Regions from separate parts of the Sus scrofa genome. Here region 2 is linked to region 1. The links are chromatin contacts, called in public HiChIP or PLAC-seq maps. All regions are on one chromosome and are shown on one strand. The core of a region is the stretch at or near the end of the contact, and the rest is flanking DNA. Distances in the headings are between cores, read along the strand shown.

Region 1 (3,744 bases), core at 608-3,107:
TATGTACTATATCTTCTTTATCCACTCCTCTGTTGATGGACATTTAGGTTGTTTCCATGTCTTGGCTGTTGTATATAGTGGTGCAGTGAACATTGAAGTACGTGTGTCTTTTCAAGTGGTAGTTTTCTCTGGATAGATGCCCAGGAGTGGGACTGCTAGATCAAATGGTAATTTTACTTTTTGTTTTCTGAGGAACCTCCATACTGTTTTCCAAAGTAGTTGTACTGATTTATATTCCTGCCAACAGTGTAATAGGGTTCCCTTTTCCCACACCTTCTCCAGCATTTATTGTCTGTAGACTTTTTTTTTTTTTTTTTTTTTTTGCTTTTTAGTGCTGCACCTGCAGCATATGGAGGTTTCCAGGTTAGGGTTCTAATCGGAGCTGCAGCTGCTGGCCTCTGCCACAGCAACACAGAATCCGAGCTTCACGGATTCTGTCTTTGACCTATACCACAGCTCACGGCAACGCCGGATCCTTAACCCACTGAGCAAGGCCAGGAACTGAACCTACAACCTCATGGTTACTAGTCAGATTCGTTTCTGCTGTGCCACAATGGGAACATCGTTTGTACACTTTTTGATGACAACCATTCTGGCTGATGTAAGTAAGGTGGTACCTCATAGTAGTTTTGATTTGCATTTCTCTAATAATTAGTGATGTTGAACATCTTTTCTTGTGTTTTTTGCCATCTGTATGTCTTCTTTGGAGAATTGACCAGATGGCTTCACAGGCAAATTCTATCAAACATTTAGAGAAGAGCTTACACCTGTCCTTATGAAATGGTTCATGACCTTTTAAAAATTAGAAAAAGCACTGATTGTAGAAGATAGCTATCTTAAAAAGAAAAACAAACATGGCCCAGTTAAGATAGTATAATGTACAAGATGTAAATTAGAAATTAATGTGGGCCAAAATTAAATCAAAGAATTACTTGTAAAGATTAAAAATGAACCCAAATAAGCCCTTGAGAGTCAAAAAGCCCAGGTAAAGATTTGATAGTACTTCTGAACTGGTTGGAACTGGGTAACGTTCGTATGTAAATTACATACTCAGGGATGAAAAAATAGGGATATATTTAGATGGGCTCTATCTAAAATTTTATTTAAAATTAGAAACAGGAGTTCCCGTCCTGGCTCAGTGGTTAATGAACCTGACTAGGAACCATAAGGTTGCAGGTTTGATCCTTGGCCTAAGGATCCAACGTTGCCATGAGCTGTGGTGTAGGTTGCCAACGCGGCTCGGATCCCGCGTTGCTGTGGCTCTGGCGTATGCTGGCGGCTACAGCTCCGATTAGACCCCTAGCCTGGGAACCTCCATGTGCCGTGTGAGCAGCCCTAGAAAAAGGCAAAAAGACAAAAAAATTAAAAAAATAAAATAAAATTAGAAGCAAAACTTTGAAAGAATATTCTTGGGCTACTTTGCAAACAAATATAGTCAGTCACTTGACAGTGATTTGCTCAGTAGTTTGCCAAAGATGGATGGTAGAGCTACTACATAGAGTTGTTGGCTAGAATGTATAACCTCTTACCCTTTATTCTAGTTGTCTTAATATAAAGATTGGTTGTCAATATATGTCCCATTATAAGAAAGTTTGTTAGAGGGGTCACAGAAAGGCCTGTGTTGGCTAGTTTTTTTCCCTTCTTCATGTTCTGGCGTTTGGAGGAAAAAATTAATTGAATCTGGTTTTACCAAAGAAAAGCCTGTCTGGTAAACTGGAGTTACTTAAGGGGATTATTGTAGCGTGTTGTTAAGAGAGAAACAGTGAAGATAATTTATGTAAACTTTACAAAACCTTTCAAGGTTCTAATCTGAAAGTGATAAAGTTTTTTGTTTTCCTGTAAAATGAAGGAGAAATCTTTATTCATGAAGTCACATTGGCTTTGAAACAGGAAGTAAATGTTGGCTGTGAACTGTCACTTCTCTGTAGAGGAAAAAGTTTTTTTCGTTTCAGTTTTTTTTTTGATGGATTTCCAAGGAATTGGTGGTGCCTGGACTAATCTCAATTCATATTTTTATAAATGGTATAAAAGGGGATTGTACAGTCAACTTTGAGGTTTTTTGAGTAATGAAATACCCCAGGAAAAAATTCGATTGCAGATAATGACTGAGCAAAACCTGAGTAAACGGATTGTGGGATAGTTTTCTATTTCGGGAAAAATCAGATGAATTTCATTTATTAACGGAGGAGTCCTGAATTTAGTTACAACTAGAATAAGAATCTCTAAGCTGCTGTAAATGTTGATCCTCTATAGATACTGTGTTAAGAACATCAATAAGACATCAGTGATATACTAGGTATTCTTTGGAAGAGTGTGGAAACAGCATGTTTTCTTGCCATTGTACAAAACCAGGCTTTATGCACACCCAAGATAAATGCTCTGTGTGTTTCTGTTCATTAACAACAATGAAGTATCCAAAAGGAAAAAAAAAAAAAAAAGAAGTATCTGGATTTAGAGCAGTGTACTCCAAACACTCGTTCCTTAGAGCACAATGCAGGGGAGGAGGATGTAATTGAGGTGATTAAAATGCGATCTTGGAGAAATTCTTCCAATTCCATCATTCTAGAATTGAGGGTGAGGTGCAAGTGCTTCTAGGAATTTTGTGAGTTGGGTTTAGAATGAAGAGCTCTCTTATATACCAGAGAGTAAACTTGAGGAAATAAGTATCTCAAGATGGAGTATGGATTGAAAACAAATCATGAGGATTAGATTCACAAATGACATATACAAAACAGAATATTAAAGAAAACTGGAGATAGTTAGACTTTCCATTTGAAAAATGACATTAAGGTCTTCCTTAGTGTTTGATGGAATCCAGGATTTGTTGGAATGCTGACCTGACTGCACGTGTAGTCACTTTCCCCCTTAAAATTTGGGAAGTAGAGTTGTTCTCATCAGACCTCCCAACGTGATGGCAGGCCTCTTCTTGGCCCTTACCAGGTTATGGGTGCCCCGTTTTGCTCCTCCTCTGCTAGTAGTTTTTTCCTTTGTTTTCTAATTTGCACTTAGTGATATGACCTGATGGTTTTGCTTATTTTATCTGGTAAGCAACCTCAGGTAAAAAATTGTTCTTAATAGTTATTACAGGGTTTTAATTGATTCTGGAGGCAATTTTGATAATGCTTATTTTTCTAGCATATTATCCATTCTGTATCGCTTTCAATGATGGCATAAAGTTGCTTATAGTTTTCTTTTCTTTTCTTTTTTTTTTTGTCTTTTTGCTATTTCTTTGGGCCATTCCCGCGGCATATGGAGGTTCCCAGGCTAGAGGTCTAATCGGAGCTGTAGCCACTGGCCTACGCCAGAGCCACAGCAACGCAGGATCCGAGCCGCATCTGCAACCTACACCACAGCTCACGGCAACGCCGGATCGTTAACCCACTGAGCAAGGGCAGGGACTGAACCTGCAACCTCATGGTTCCTAGTCGGATTTGTTAACCACTGCGCCACGACGGGAACTCCCTAGTTTTCTTTTATGACTATTAAAAGTCGCTGCTGTGTTTGTAGCTATAATTATGTCCCCCTGAGTTCTTTTTGCAGCCGTCATTTCACCCCTTGTCTAATGCTCACACATGACTGGCCTACTAACACCTGTTGAACTGATTGAACTTGGCTTCAGTCGTCCCTTGTCTCTGGCCATTACTGTGTGTCCATTGCTAGTTTTTCTTTCCATCCACCCTGCATCCCCCACAGGTAGGACTTTTTTCAAACTCTATTGCCTCTCTTCTATGCCAGTATGTTTTT
Region 2 (3,744 bases), core at 614-3,113, 140 kb after region 1:
CCTGGATCAGTTTCACTTTTGTTTCTAGCTATGCTGTGGTTGTTAACATTATCTTAAAAGTCTGTTAGATTTGATTATTAACATCCTAAAGAAGTCTGCGAAATTACAAAGATTTGTTTTCATTATTTCTTATGCTTTATCAAAAATCATTGAAGTTTATTTATTACTCTTACAACTAGGTTCACTTCCCTTTCTTCTTTTACTAAAATTGAAATAAATCTTTATAAGCGGGAACTCGCTTATGTTTCTAAGTCTTCTTTATTCACCAGTAAATTTGATGCCTGTTTGTACCATGTGTTGCATGCAGCACAGTGATGAGCAGATCATCCTGATCCTTGTCACTGTGAAGCTTATAGACCGGTGGGAGATGTTTAAACACAGGAGACAAATGATCACACAAGTAACTGTATAATTACGAACTGGGGTAAGTTTGATTTCAAAAAACAGGTAACAGGGAAAATACGGGGTTTTTTTCTCCGTAGGACTTCCTTGTTTCTCTAAGTAACTTTTGCTTGCTATCTTGGTATTAGAACTTGTTTAACATGCTTCTCTTTTTCATAACAGCCCCAAGAGGAGCACTGAGAAACGTAATCGTGAACAGGAAAATAAATACATTGAAGAACTTGCAGAGCTGATTTTTGCGAATTTTAACGATATAGACAACTTTAACTTCAAACCTGACAAATGTGCAATCTTAAAAGAAACTGTGAAGCAAATTCGTCAGATCAAAGAACAAGGTAAGAATTAATATTTTGGAGAGTTTAGTTGGCTTCAGTGTTTGCATGTGTGAGCAATCCCTCCAGAGTGCCTTTAATCCATTTCTTCTGCTTAAATTATTGATGAGAAGATGATGTCACAGTGCAAGATGAATGCAGGTATCGCTTGCAGTGGTTTATAAATAGGCTCTGTATGAAACGCAGCAGCTCCCTAAAGATGGAGGAGGCCAAGTTGAGACAGGGGGGTGGACGTTTTCACCCAGTAGAACTTGGACAAGGTGTCCCCGACTCTTCTCCCTGCCTCGGAATTCTTATACGTTACACAGCAAGTGACTGTCATGATTTGCCATTGAGGAGGCAGCTGAGGATGGAAACCAGAAGTAAGGAAGTAAACCACCTCCCGTTTCAACTCGTCAGCATATTTAAGTCTGAGCCTCAACTGGCCACTAAATTAGAGTTTCATATCCTGAATGACAGGAGATTTGAAAGGCTCAACCTTTAGTCAGAATTCTTTTGTGAAGTTGAAACACCCAACATGACAGCTTTCTTCCTGGAGTTTTCTTTTTTTTTTTCCCCCTAAGATCATTTTCTGCCTCTCTTCTTTGACATTTTTGCCTACAGAAAAAATTTAAGAAAATAATATTTTAAAAAACACAGTGGACGTTATGGTGCCAAAAAAAAATCTGAGTTAGGCAAGTATGAACAGCATCTTGCTGCTCAGGGCCAATATATGCTCCTGAAGTATTCGTACACTGCTCCCCTTCAGGGCTGAGGAGATTATTATCTCCTGTAATCTGTTTTTGAGCGCATCTTCTTAGAGTTCAGATTACTTTTTATCTGCCTTTTATATAACATTTAAAAGAGGCAGGTTTTAGAAAAACATTGTCTTTGTTTATATAGCTATGTGAGCCTGAAACTTTGCCCACCCCTCTGTCGTAAACATCCTAGCTACCTATTTGCATGTTTTCATCATGACGTTTTCCATTTTCAAATAGAAAATATTGAGCTAAGTTTTATATAAAACAGTTCTGTAAGTATAGGTCTGCCTTCTAAGAACTTAAAAATATACATGTAAGCATACCCAATGCAGTTCCTGACACTAGCCTACTCTGAAAAGTAGTATTTCCTGGTTTTGATAGGGAAATACCATAACTTACATCATCGTAACATGCGGCATCCTCGGAGTTTCTCCCCTCAGTGCCTGTCCCAGTCTCCTTCGTCTCCTTCCTCTTCCTTGTGTTCCCTTCGAGATTCACCAGTTATCGATAATTCGGTTTAATCTCAATTTCGTATCTTCTTCGTTTTTGGTATCAGCAAAGGGATAAAACAATATTCCTAAAATTATTAGGAGAAATTATTGGTTCCAGGTTACAGTGCGTTGAATTTGCTACATTTCTAGGCGCCCGTATCATGGCAGTGGAAAAATCATTAAGCTTCTTAGGTTGTGTTTCTAAAGATTTTTGAATGGTTCTGTTTTTTGAACCTTGCCTGTTAGTATTTTCACACTTTGAAACAGTAGTACATGTATGTTTTACTCTCAAGGTCTTGCACAAGGTTTTACGGTTTTGCAAAACTTTGGTTATTCCCCCCTTCAAACCATAAAACACGTTAAGATGTGTCATGCTGGGACTCTGCCATACTTTCGCTGTGAGTTTAATCATAAGGTTGCATGCCACAACCACCCATGAAGCCACAACAGTAAACACCCAATCACGTCTTACTCTTAAAATAATGTCCCTATTAATTGGAAAACTAATGTGTTTTGAAAAGGGAAACAGAAATGAAAATTACAAGTACATACTTTTAACTTCTCCACCAATCTAATATTTTAAGAATATTGCTTATTTAATAAATTGTTTTTAAGAAAGAGCAAGAACCTTACAGTCAATTCAGGCAGAAGCAAGGTCTGAATCTTGGTTCTGTCTCTTACAAACTTTGCAAACCTGGACAAATTATTTTCTCTCTGTGAGACTCGGTTTCCTCATATAGAATTTAGCAGTCACAACATTAGGTTGCATAGTTGTTGAAGAAATCATGAGCTATGTGCACACTCTCGGCAAGTACTTGTCACAGTAAGTGTTTGGTACGAATTCAGTAAATATCTTTCCCACATGCAGAAGAAAGGCACCTTTTTTCCTCACCTTTGCTCAGATCTTCATACAATGAGCTCTTCCTTCAAATGGAAAGCTATGGGGGGAGGTGGGGGATTAGTTATGAATATGCTCCCCTAACAGGGTCATTTAAAGAAAGTAAAATTTTTCTGGGGCCAGAGAACTCTGGCTTCCACTCTGCTGACAGTTCTGTGCAGGCCACCTGGGTTTCACTGACAGTCAGCTAAGGTTCAGGGTCAATGCATAAAGTCAGATCTGAACCCTTCCTTCTCTCTGTGTGTCCCAGCCACCCAACAATCAATCAGAGAAAATACAATCCAGCCATCACCTTTACAGTGTCATCCAAACCTAACTTGTATTTCAGCCTCAGTTACCAGCATGTAAAATCCTGACTGTCCTGGAGGAGTTAAGCTGGATCTCGGGAAGTGAGCCCTAAAGGGTACACAGTGGGGAAAGTGGGCTCATAGTAAAGGAAGCCACCAGGGTCCAAAGCTCAGGTAGGTCAGCTAGGCAAGACGGGCTCTTCCACTCCAGGCTCCTCTGTCATCAGCTGCTACTCACGTCTCCATGCACTTTGTGAATAAAGGCAGAGAATGGAGGATATTTTTTAATAGCCTAAAAGGATGGGGATTTAGAGGGGAAGTTACCAGCTATTGAAATAAAGATGCGATGCTAGCTCCCCAAAAGCACTCATCACACTGCAGTGGACCTTTTAGCAGTGGAGCGAGTGCACAGAGTCTGGACTTCATCATGATACCAGCGTTTTGATGTTGAAGTGGGCTGTTCCTTTCTATTTGATATGATGCCAATAAATGTTTAAAACTTCCGGCATCTATAACTTACAGGGAAGAGTCATAAGTAGTCAGTAATACCCCTTTTTTCGTAATCGGAGAGACTAATATTGCTTCTGTTTCACA

Evidence for each region. HiChIP or PLAC-seq counts read pairs in DNA pulled down with a chosen protein or histone mark.
Region 2: a contact with region 1 is called in an H3K27ac HiChIP or PLAC-seq map of alveolar macrophages. The contact joins two enhancer-like sites. A contact is called at or near these places in 1 of 47 Hi-C or Micro-C datasets (fibroblasts) and 1 of 2 datasets of contacts at active chromatin or transcription factors (alveolar macrophages).

Annotation. Positions count from the first base shown.
Region 1 is chr4:65,005,819-65,009,562 of Sscrofa11.1, forward strand. The region is part of intron 1 of NCOA2 (nuclear receptor coactivator 2); the gene reads left to right. Among named protein-coding and RNA genes, the nearest start is that of NCOA2, 53 kb to the left of the region's middle. Within about 2 kb of position 1,858, at least 2 of the 83 cell types and tissues checked have an H3K27ac peak or open chromatin away from gene starts, as enhancers often do. A contact at or near this core is called in alveolar macrophages, where this site is marked.
Region 2 is chr4:65,142,443-65,146,186 of Sscrofa11.1, forward strand. NCOA2 (nuclear receptor coactivator 2) reads left to right here. Exons shown (of 23, transcript NM_001114275.1): 4 at 565-737. Among named protein-coding and RNA genes, the nearest start is that of PRDM14, 130 kb to the right of the region's middle. Within about 2 kb of position 1,864, at least 4 of the 83 cell types and tissues checked have an H3K27ac peak or open chromatin away from gene starts, as enhancers often do. A contact at or near this core is called in alveolar macrophages, where this site is marked.